2 separate regions of the Mus musculus genome follow, and region 2 is linked to region 1. A link is a contact called in public Hi-C data. All regions are on one chromosome and are shown on one strand. The core of a region is the stretch at or near the end of the contact, and the rest is flanking DNA. Distances in the headings are between cores, read along the strand shown. Region 1 holds the start of Ift46 (intraflagellar transport 46). Region 2 holds the start of Cd3e (CD3 antigen, epsilon polypeptide).

Region 1 (5,651 bases), core at 739-3,238:
AAGGGCTGGAGAGATGGCTCAGCCGTTAAAAATACTGTCTATTCTTCCAGAAGTCCTGAGTTCAATTCCCAGCATCCACATGCTGGCTCACAACCATCTATAAGATCATACATCAAGTTGTTTGGTTTTTTTTTTTTAAAGATTTATTTATTTATTATATGTAAGTACACTGTAGCTGTCTTCAGACACACCAGAAGAGGGCGTCAGATCTTGTTACGGATGGTTGTGAGCCACCATGTGGTTGCTGGGACTTGAACACTGGACCTTTGGAAGAGCAGTCAGGTACTCTTACCCACTGAGCCATCTCACCAGCCCCAAGTTGTTTGTTTTAAAAGGTTGAGAATCTAGAAATGCTAGGACTTGAATATTTTGTAATGTACACATGTATAGAAACAACACAAAATGCCCCATAACTCTGTACAATTTTTAGGTATCGATTTTCTTTTTTAAAGAAGCACGTATGAGTCTCTCATTTTTCTTTTTCTGAGTTGGGATTGTAGGTCTGAACACTATAGGTTAGTGCCCTGCTGCATGTACATCTGCAGGCCAGAAGAGGGCATCAAATCCCTCTCATAGAGGGTTGTGAGCGACGATGTGGGTGCTGGGAATTGAACTCAGGACCTCTGCAAGAATAGACAGTGTGCTTTTCTTTTTTTTTTCTTTTTTTCTTTTATTATTTTGGGGGGTGGTGTGGCCTCCAGATAGGGTTTCTTTGTGTATAACCATGACTTTCCTGGAACTCGCTTTGTAGATGAGACTGGCCTAGAATTCAGAGATCCGTCTGCCTTTCCCTCCTCAGTGCTGGGATTAAAGGCATGTGCCACTGAAAGACCCACAACATGAGGACTCCCCCACGTTCTGACTCAGGAGAGGCGACACCCCAAAATCACCAACGAGAAAACGGTCTTGTTGCAAATTGCAAGAGGATTTTTATTCAAGAGTGCTCTCGGGCCCACGGTCATACACCACGCAGGGGTAGAGGACTGTGGCGCCCCGAGTAGCTGAGTAAGGGGGTATTTAAAGGAGAAAAACCACAACTCAAGGAGGTGGGAAGGGCGTTGTTGGAAAATACCAAAAATACCAGGTAAGAGTCACAAGGAAGTACAAAGTCACAGGTGTCACAAGGAATACCTGGTAATTGTTAACTCTCAAGACAGTTTCTAAGAGCCCCTAACAATAGCACATTTGCATTGCAGCTTCCGGTAATGGTCAGGGTGACTTTCTTTGAATGAATACTCCTTGAACTCAGGAAGTGGGTGGGTGGAGGAATGTCACTATCTGTTTTATGATTAGCATACCTTGGAGCACTGAGTTTACTACTCTTTCACCACCACGCCCAGCTGTGTTATTTTTTATTTTATTTTATTATTATTATTTTTTATCAATTTTGAAACTGGACCTCAATAGCCCAGGCTGGCCTCAAATTTACCAAGTTACTTACTGAGTCTGATCTTGAACTTCTAATCCTTCTACCTCCACCTCCAAAGCGCTAGGATAGCAGTTATGCACCAGCTTGCCTGACTCATAGTTTTCTTTAGCAAGTAAAAACACAGGACACAGATAAATCCTAATCTCAGATGAAGGAAGAGAAAGTATGCTCCTGTGACATAGGGTATCGCGAGGAAAAGGGCTATCGCGCCACAGAGATGCTATAAAAGGGCTTTTAAACATGCTTGGACTTTTCCTTGAAGAGTGTCTAAACTGTGGATTAGGCCTATCTAGGAGAGACTGTAGGCCAAATGAGCCTTGTCTTTGAGATGACAGTTTCTAGTTGGAGAAAAGAAATCCACTAGCCTGGCCTTCCACCTTTGGCCACTAGATGTCACAACCGACTCAGTTGCGGAAACCATAGATAAGCGGGCTGCTAGACCGCCTAGTGCCCGGGGCCGCTCTATCCCAGCGCCGCGTCTCTGCTTCCGCCACCACCGGCCGCAGCAGAGGGGCGGGGTGGCGGCGCAGTGGCGGGGCACGTCTCGCGATCGTTCCTTCAGACTCTCGCTTTGTTTTGATTTATTTATCTTTTTCCCTAACGACTGACAACAGGCGGCTTGTTGCACTTAGGGATCCTTGAAGTGGCTGGGCCTGAGAGTGAGACCCCAGTCCTCGGCTGGGGTTCTTTCCAAATAGAAGAAACGGATCCAGAGGGGCTACAGGTAATTGGTGCTCCCGCCAGCGTTCTTTGCTCTCTGCGCCCCACCAACTGCCCTGGATCCTTGACTCTCCGAGAACCCGGTGGGATCCTATCTTCAAAACGGGCGGAAGTAGAGGTGATGCTCTGAGGATTAGTGGATGGGGCCGAGGCTGGAATTTGCCTTCTCTCAGGACCATCCTGTCCCATCCCCATACCCTCCACCTCTGGCAGAAGCCTCAACAGCTGTGCGAAAACTGACCAAACCTGAGACGGACGGCCGGCCGCAGTCTGGCTGTGCATGCTGTGCTTCCCTGCCTGCATCTTATGTAGAGCTTTTGGGTTGCTGCTGGGAAGGGTTGGATACCGTTTTCCACTGCACTTCTCTTGGCACCCAGCCAATGCTAGCTAAATAATGCTCTTGGGTCAGGAAACTTTCCTTTGGGGGAAAGCTTGGATCGGGGTGAATGCATCTCTGCACCGAGGCTGGATGTATATCCCATGATAGGAGCTATGTAATCGTATTTCCTTTTGCTTAGACCAAAATTGTTGAGAACCAGACATACGATGAGCGTCTAGAGATTAACGACTCGGAAGAGGTTGCCAGTATTAGCACTCCAACCCCAGGACAGCAAGGTAAGAGAAGATGAGAGACAAAAAAAAGGGAGGTGATTTTCAAACAAGTGGCGCAGATAGGATTCAGGTTGTATTCAGCAAGCTCTTAGCAAGTGTTGACCTCCTGCTTTAACTTGGCGCTGATTTTGCTTTCTCACTAGTTGAGGGAGAAACCAGTCCATCAGATTTTGGGATCTTTGAGTGCAAACTTATCCCCTGTCATTTTTAACTCGCTGTTACTGCTAGTAGATTCTGGCACAGGTTCGCTGTGTTTTGGGTTTTTTTAATTTTTTAATTTAATTTAATTTAAATTTAATTTAATTTAATTTTTAAATTACTATTTTAGAAATGTTTATGTGTATGTATGTTATTTGCTTGCATGTTTTTCTGTGAACCACCTGCCTGCCTGGTGCCCTCAGAGACCAGAAGAGGATGTTGTCAGATCTCCTTGAACTGGAGTTACACATGGTAATGAGCTGCTCTAGTGTGGGTGCTGGGAACTGAACCCTGGGTCCTCTGGAAGATCAGCCAGTGCTCTCAATCGTTGAGCCATCTCTCCAGCCTGGCTCACTGTGCTTTTGTTTCTAACAATTCATTAAGATGCTTCATCACTTGCCCTTAACTTGCCATCCCAGCTTTAATCGAAACAGAGTTTTATCAGAAGACTTGATGCCATTCATTTATTCACCTAACCTTTTTTTCTTTCTTTCTTTCTTTTTTTTTTTTTGTTTTTTTTGTTTTTTTGAGACAGGGTTCCTCTGCATAGCCCTGGCTGTCCTGGAACTCACTTTGTAGACCAGGCTGGTCTCGAACTCAGAAATCCGCCTGCCTCTGCCTCCCAAGTGCTGGGGTTAATGGCGTGCGCCACCACGCCCAGCCCTCACCTAACCTTTTTTGGTTTTGTTTTGTTTTTCTTTTTTTGAGACAGGGTTTCTCTGTATAGTCCTGGCTGCCCTGTAATTCATTCTAGACAAGGCTGGTCTCCAACTCAGAGATGTGCCTGCCTCTGCCTCCCCATTGCTGAGAGTGAAGGTGTGCACCAGTATTCTCAGCTCACCTAACATGTTTGAATGCTTGCTATGTGCCATGTTAGCACAACAGCAAACAAAAGACACATCCCTGCCAACCTGACACTTGGAATCTTAGAAGAAAGATGGCCGGTGACTAGACAGTCTTCATGAAGAATGTCATGTGTGCAGGATGGAGGCAAATGGTTTACTGCTATGAAGCATAATGGTGGTGGGTGGGGATCGATTTGTGGCCAGGGAAGACTCAAGAGGAAAGACCAGTGCCTGGTGAGAGGGCAGTGTGTTATGGTCTGATCAGAAGGGAGGCGAGAGGCTTATCAAGCAGAAGTCCAGAGGCTGTTGCTGTCACATGGAGAATTTATTGGAGGGTTCTCAGGTGAGATTGGGGTGGTGAGTGAAAGTACTGTGGCAGTGGCTGGGTTGCCATGGTAATGGCTTGGACTGTGGCACGGATAGAGACATGGCACAGATACAGCATAGATTGCCCTTACAGAATCATTAAGGCTTGCTCCTGCGTTAGATTTGAGTCCTCAGTTGGGGATGACTGTTGTTTACTGTGGTAAAATACACATGGTGTAGAATGCTATTTTAGCACTTCAAGTGTAAGGTTAAATGGCTTTGAGGACATTTACATTTTGTGATAACCGTCACCACTGGCTTAGTTATTTCTCTATTGCTGTGATAAGACACCTTGGCCAAGGCAAGTTATAGGAGAAAGTTTATCTGGGGCTTACAGTTTCAGGGGATTAGAATCCACGGTAGCTGAGAAAAATCATGGCAGCAGGAACAGCTGAGAGTTTATATCTTTAGACAACAACCATGAAGCGTAGAGAGCTGAATGGGAACGGCATGGGGTTTTGAAACCTCAAAGCCCGTCTCCAGTGATACAGCTTCTCCAACAAGACCACACTCCCCTAACCTTTCCCAAACAGCTCTACCAACTGCTGACCAAACGTTCAAACATATGAGCTTCCGGGTTTGTTCTCATTTAAAACACTACTAGAACTTCCTCATCATTAAACAGTAACTACTGCCAGGCATGGTGGTACATGACTTTAATCCCAGCACTTGGGAGGCAGAGACAACTGGATCTCTATGAGTTTGAGGTCAACCTGATCTGCATAGTGAGTTCCAAGACAGCCAGGGCTACATAGTGAGACTCTGCCTCAGAAACAGACAGACAAACAAGGAAACAAAAGATTTCTTGACCAGCACTAGGGAGGCAGAGGCAGGCGGATTTCTGAGTTTGAGGCCAGCCTGGTCTACAAAGTGAGTTCCAGGACAGCCAGGGCTACACAGAGAAACCCTGTCTCAAAAAACCAAAAAAAAAAAAAAAAAAAGAGAGAGATTTCTTGATTCTTTCCTTCCTTCCAGTCCCTATTAACCACTACTTTGCTTCTGTGAATTTGCCTATTGGTGGCATTTCCTAGGTGTGATGGTTTTGTATATGCTTGGCCTAGGGAGTGGACCTATTTGAAGGTGTGGCCTTGTTGGAGTGGGTGTGTCATTGTGGGCGTGGCTTTAAGATCCTACTCCTAGGTACCTGGAAGTTAGTATTCTCTTAGCAGCCTTCAGATGAAGATGTAGAACTTTCAGCTCCTCCTGCACCATGCCTGCTTGATGCTGCCATGTTCCTGCCTTGATTGGTAATGCACTGAACCTCTGAACCTGTAAGCCAGCCCCAATTAAATGTTGTCCTTTATTAGACCTGCCTTGGTCATGGTGTCTGTTCACAGCAGTAAAACCCTAAGACACTAGGTAAAATCATAATGTCCTTTTGTGGCTAGCTTGTGTCCCATATACATGTTTCAAGGTTTGCTTATGCTATAGCATGTATCATAATTTTTTCAATTTTATGGCTGAATAATAAATAGTCTATT
Region 2 (5,161 bases), core at 3-2,502, 240 kb after region 1:
ACTTAGACTGTCTCATGAACCTCTGTCTCACAAGCAGCTAGCCAACTCTCTCAGGACCCCCTGTGAAGGTGTGTGCACAGTCAAGTTTGAGAAACCCAAAGTGAAGCAGGAAGTAGAGGCACACAGCTGTGGTTCTGAGAGGGGAGCCAGGCTGTGGCAATTTTCTAGGTCTTTGACATAAAACTCTCATGAGCCATTTGCCTCACAAAGTGCATGCAGCCCTCCTGAGCACAGACCCTGTCGACAGACATCTCTGGCTTCCCAGATCAACTGCCGGAATTGCTGTTTAACAATGAATGATTAGTCAATCGTGCATGACAACTTCATCCATAAGACAGGAGCCGTACCACTTTTCTTCCATGGAAGAAGCAAGAATCAAACTGATTAACCCTTGTTTCTTCATGCGGCACATGCACTTAGCAAAGGGCCGTGTGTGTGTGTGTGTGTGTGTGTGTGTGTGTGTGTGTGTGTGTGTGCTTGCGCGCGCGCGCACGAGCACGAGCATGCATGTTGTTTATGTGCTCTCAATTATTTACCAATTCTATCCTACCTTACTTCCCCAAAAGGATGAACTAGTAGGAATCTCTTGGCCACTTCCAAAAGACTGGAAATTACAAAGTGTCTCAAAGATACTAAGCTGGGATGAACCTGAGTCTAACCCTCCCGTCTCCCCCAAACCAAGAGAGGCACTATCTCTGCTCATTCCTTGTGTTAGTTCTTAGCATTGCTAAGTTTACAGTCAGATGGGCTTATTTTCCACGACAGACAGAACTCTTCTCTCAGTTGATGAGATCAACCCAACTGATTTCCTTTGCATGTCTCCTGAACTGTCTCCCCGCACCTGAGTCCCCAGCCCTTGTCCCCACTTCCTAACGGTATCGCCAACAGTTCCTTGAATCTTCTAGCCACTGAGGCACCAGCTGCACTGGGCAAGACTGTGAACCTTGCAATGGCCTGGGAAAGCACCGCCCTTTCATTCCCCTACTCACCAGCTAGGAGGCTGAGGCACAGGATGCCCCAGAAAGTGTTCCACCGCATCCTCTCAGAATGCTCTCTCTACCAAGATGGCGGACGCAGCCAGCTCATTACTTCTGAAAAAGAAACAGATGAGGTTTTCAACACAGTGGCTGCATGCAAAGACCCTGGATCATTGGTTGCCATAGTAGGATGAAGGAGAGTGGGGGGCACTTCACAAGGAGAGACTTACCATTTCTGAAGAAGGCACCAGACGCAGACAGGGGAGGCAGGTGTCTGAACCCCACACAGGAAGTGTAGAGGGGACTCAGGGCCCGCCTGCTCCACGTCACTTGGAAATGTTTGAGGCAGAAGCCTCCGCCTTGGTTAACTGAGGAAATCCGCGCCTCACAGCCTTCCCATAAGGATGAACAAGGGGGGCTCTAGCAAGCCCCCGAGAGTGCTGTGAAAAACACCTACTTGTGCCCTGTGCAAAGCACCTCCACACTGAGGGAGCCTTCCTTATGCATAACCCCTCCAGCGGAGGCAGGAAGACGTTGAAGCACTCAGTATCTGCCTTCTGTTATGGTGCCCTTGGGTCTGAGCAGCAGGATGGAGTGGAGCCGTCTCATTAATAATCTTCGAGGGGCTTGCTTTTCTTTTCTTTCTTTCTTTGAGACAGGATTTTTAGCATGTAGCCGTCCTGGCCTTTGATTGCACATGCTGGGCAGTTGCTGGACAATGAGAGAGTCACATAGCTCCTGTCTTTGTACTGACACTATGCTAGGGGCTTTACTCATGCACCCACTAGGGTAGCTTTTAGCATTATTATTTAAAATCTAGCATAAGTACTTCCTGAGTTATAAGCAACAATCTTTTTCTTTGTAAAAAACGCTTATTGACTTAGCTCTTTGATAATTTCATACAATTGTAACACACTTTCTGATGATTAATCTCCCTTTCTCGACAAGTCTTTTATTAAAAAGTTTTACGAAAAAAAAGTTTTACGTTATTTATTTACCTATTTATTATATGTGTATATGTGTGGGCATAGACTTGCCACAGCATGTGTGGAAGTCGAGGGTAGCTTGAGGGATTCTCTCTAACATGTGAGTCCCAGGTTTCAATTCAGGTCTTTAGGTTTTTAACCACAAACAACTTTATCTGTTGAGGTATCTCTCTGGCTCCGCTTCTTGATATATCTACTGGGTTTAACGAGAGTTAGCTGTGTGACAGTGGATTTGGAACTAACTACTGAAGGAGCCTGAAGAGCTCCTCAGTGGGTACAGGACTGAAGAAAACGGCTGCCTTTCTTTCTGAATCCATCTATAACCTATAGTTCAGTAGAAAGGCTTAGAGCCCCAGAAGTCCCGCCCCAATGCATGATTGACTGTTGATAAGCCCAGTTGCATGTGGATCCACTGCTGGCTGCCACAGCTACTAGAAGGCAGTGCTTCACAGCCCTTCTCCCTAGTTTCTACTCTTACATTCTTTTTGCCCACCCACATCTCCAGATAAGGGATAGTATCAGACTCAGTGCCCAGAGGGACCTCCCTCTTCTCAGATGGGAAGGGGAAGGAGGGGTGGGGGGAGCGGCTATCTGAGGGGCGGGGACTTGGAGGGGGGGCTTGGAGGAGGGGGGCTGAGATTGGGATGTAAAATGAGTAAATAAATTAATTAATGGAAATTACAAAATCTTTTCATGTATGTATGGAGTTTGAGTGTGCAGACGTGTGAGGTGCTTGTGGAGGCCAGAGATGGATACTAAGCGCTCTTTCTCGATCCCCCTTTCTACCTTAGTTTGGAGTCTGAGTCCCCTTTCCGCCTTGTTTTTGAGTTGGGGTTTGCTTTCTGCCTTGCTGTCTCACTCTCTGGCGCTCTCTCCCCTTTTTTCAAAAAAGATTTATTTATTCTCCGACAATTCCATACATGTATGTAATGTATCTTGATCATATCCACCTTGATTTCTCCCTTTCACTGCCCTCAGACATCCCCCGTACATCTCTCCCCTCCCCAACCCCCCTCACCCGCCCCCCACCCTCTGAGTGCAGTTACCTGCTGCCTGCTGAAATGCTGCATGGTAACCAGAGCTGCAGTGAGCTCATGAGCACAGAGGCCCAAGCAGAGGCCTCTGAGCTGCCGCTCCCTGAAGTCGCTCCCTGAAGTTGACTTTCTCTGTCTGCCTTGTGGCTTCCCTCTCTCCTTTGCAGGTGTCCTGCATTCCCACGAGCCACCTGCACACAAATCTCCACCTCAAGGTTTGTTTCCCAGGGAACTCAAAGGATGTCTGTGCACTTTGTGGGATGTGAAGATAAGCCCAGAGGAAGGGGTCCGTTGAGGTGGTTGTGCCCCTGAGAAAAGGCATAGTGGTGGGATGAGTGGGGCGTGGTGTTATTATACACCTCTCCTATGCTCTTCATTGGTTTTAATACATGCACGGTCTTACTTCCACACTTGATGTTAGCCAAACGTCTGAGAAGCAATGATGTATCACTTCCATAATTAAACTTTTTCCTTCTAAAAACCTTAAAGACATTGAGGAAGAGAGGTCAGGAAGAGCATGAGAGCCGCCAGGAGGGAGGAGAGCAGTAAAGCGCTGTCTCTGATTTCTTGAGTTATGGCATGGCAAGGGGCACGTTACCCAGTAGTTGGATGGAAGCTGGTCCCCGGAGGTGGTGTGGACTTGGGTGAGGCAGTAGGCTCTCCCGAGGGTGATACCTATGGTCTGGCTGTTTGCCACTCTCAGGGGGCAGCAACCCTATCAGCTGGGGGTCCTAGGCAGTGTCACGCAGATCCAGTTCAGGTGACAGTGCCCCGTCACCTGCTTCCCTCATCCTCAAACAGTCCCTTCAGGATATTGATGGACCCCTTTTTATAAAAAAGATGTTTTATACGCACGAGTGCTTTGCCAGCATGCATTGTATGTATATCATGTGTGTGCAGTACCTGAGGAAGCCAGAACAGGGCATCAGGTCCTGGAAGATGGAGTTACAGACTGCTGTTAGCTGCCAGGTGGGTGCTAGGATCTGAACTCGGGGCTTCTATATGAGCATCGAGTGCTCTTAACCTCTGAGGCATCTCTCTAACCAGAACTTTCCTTTCCTTTTCTTTGTTTAAAGATTTAGTTATTTATTTTATGTATATGAGTACACCGTCGCTGTCTTCAGACACAACAGAAGAGGGCATCAGATCCCATTACAGGTGGTTGTGATTGCTGGGAATTGAACTCAGGACCTCTGGAAGAGCAGTCAGCCATCTCTCCAGCCCTCCAGAAGTTTTCTTTTAAACTTTTTATTTTGTCTTTGAAAATTTTGAACATGAATATAATGTATTTAGATTTTATCCACCTAAATTGTCTTCCCCAATTATTATTACTAGTCCTCTGAGTCCAGTAAATCCTAATCAGGGGTGCATGAGTGTGGAAGTGAGTGAGTGTAAGGTCATCCACTGGGGCAAGGCCAACCTACAAGCAGGCACCCCCAAAGAAAAGTGTTCTTCCTCTCTTAGTGGTCACTAACTGTCAATAGCTCCTTAGTTAGGAGTGAGGTCTCGTGGTGGGGGTGGGGGCCTGGAGAGATGGCTCAGTGGTTAAAAGCACTGGCTGCTCTTCCAGAGGTCCTGAGTTCAATTCCCAGGAACCACATGGTGGCTCACAACCTCTGTAATGGGATCCGATGCCCTCTTCTGGTGTGTCTGAGGACGTTAGGCCATTTCCCTTCCCATATAAAGTAGATGATCAGGTACAATGCCAGGTCCCTGCCAGTGGGAGGGTCTCCTCTTATGGCTGTCTTCAGCCATGAGTGGAGCTGCACAGTTGCAGCTTTTCATATTTGACTTTCACTCACATGCTCAGGTGAGATTTGACAACAAAGCTCAGCTTCACCCTCCTCTTCCAGCCGTTGCTTAGGGAGTAGCTTGCTATGTAGCCAGCCACAGTCTGATCTGAGGGTGAAGAAGTGATAGATGACTTCTGTCTTAGTTAGGGTTTTACTGCTGTGAACAGATACCATGACCAAGGCAACTTTTTTGTTTTTGTTTTTGTTTTTTTTTAAGATTTATTTTATTTATATGAGTACACTGTAGGTGTCTTCAGACACACCAGAAGAGGGCATCAGACCCCATTACAGATGATTGTGAGCCATCATGTGGTTGCTGGGAATTGAACTCAGGACCTTTGGAAGAGCAGTCAATACTCTTAACCACTGAG

What was found. Hi-C and Micro-C count contacts between places; a contact is called where the count stands out from the background.
Region 2: a Hi-C map of Th1 cells shows a contact between it and region 1, with 2.8 times the contacts expected there. The contact joins the promoter of Cd3e here to the promoter of Ift46 in region 1. A contact is called at or near these places in 2 of 39 promoter capture datasets (the SN4741 cell line and embryonic stem cells), 2 of 484 Hi-C or Micro-C datasets (CD4 T cells and Th1 cells), 3 of 115 datasets of contacts at active chromatin or transcription factors (bone marrow-derived macrophages, embryonic stem cells and large pre-B cells) and 1 of 9 other capture datasets (adipose tissue).

What each region holds. Positions count from the first base shown.
Region 1 is chr9:44,771,021-44,776,671 of GRCm38.p6, forward strand. Ift46 (intraflagellar transport 46) reads left to right here and starts at 1,989. Exons shown (of 12, transcript NM_023831.3): 1 at 1,989-2,153; 2 at 2,668-2,764.
Region 2 is chr9:45,008,359-45,013,519 of GRCm38.p6, forward strand. It overlaps Cd3e (CD3 antigen, epsilon polypeptide), which reads right to left and starts at 1,253. Exons shown (of 8, transcript NM_007648.5): 1 at 1,208-1,253; 2 at 990-1,091. The coding sequence starts at 1,038.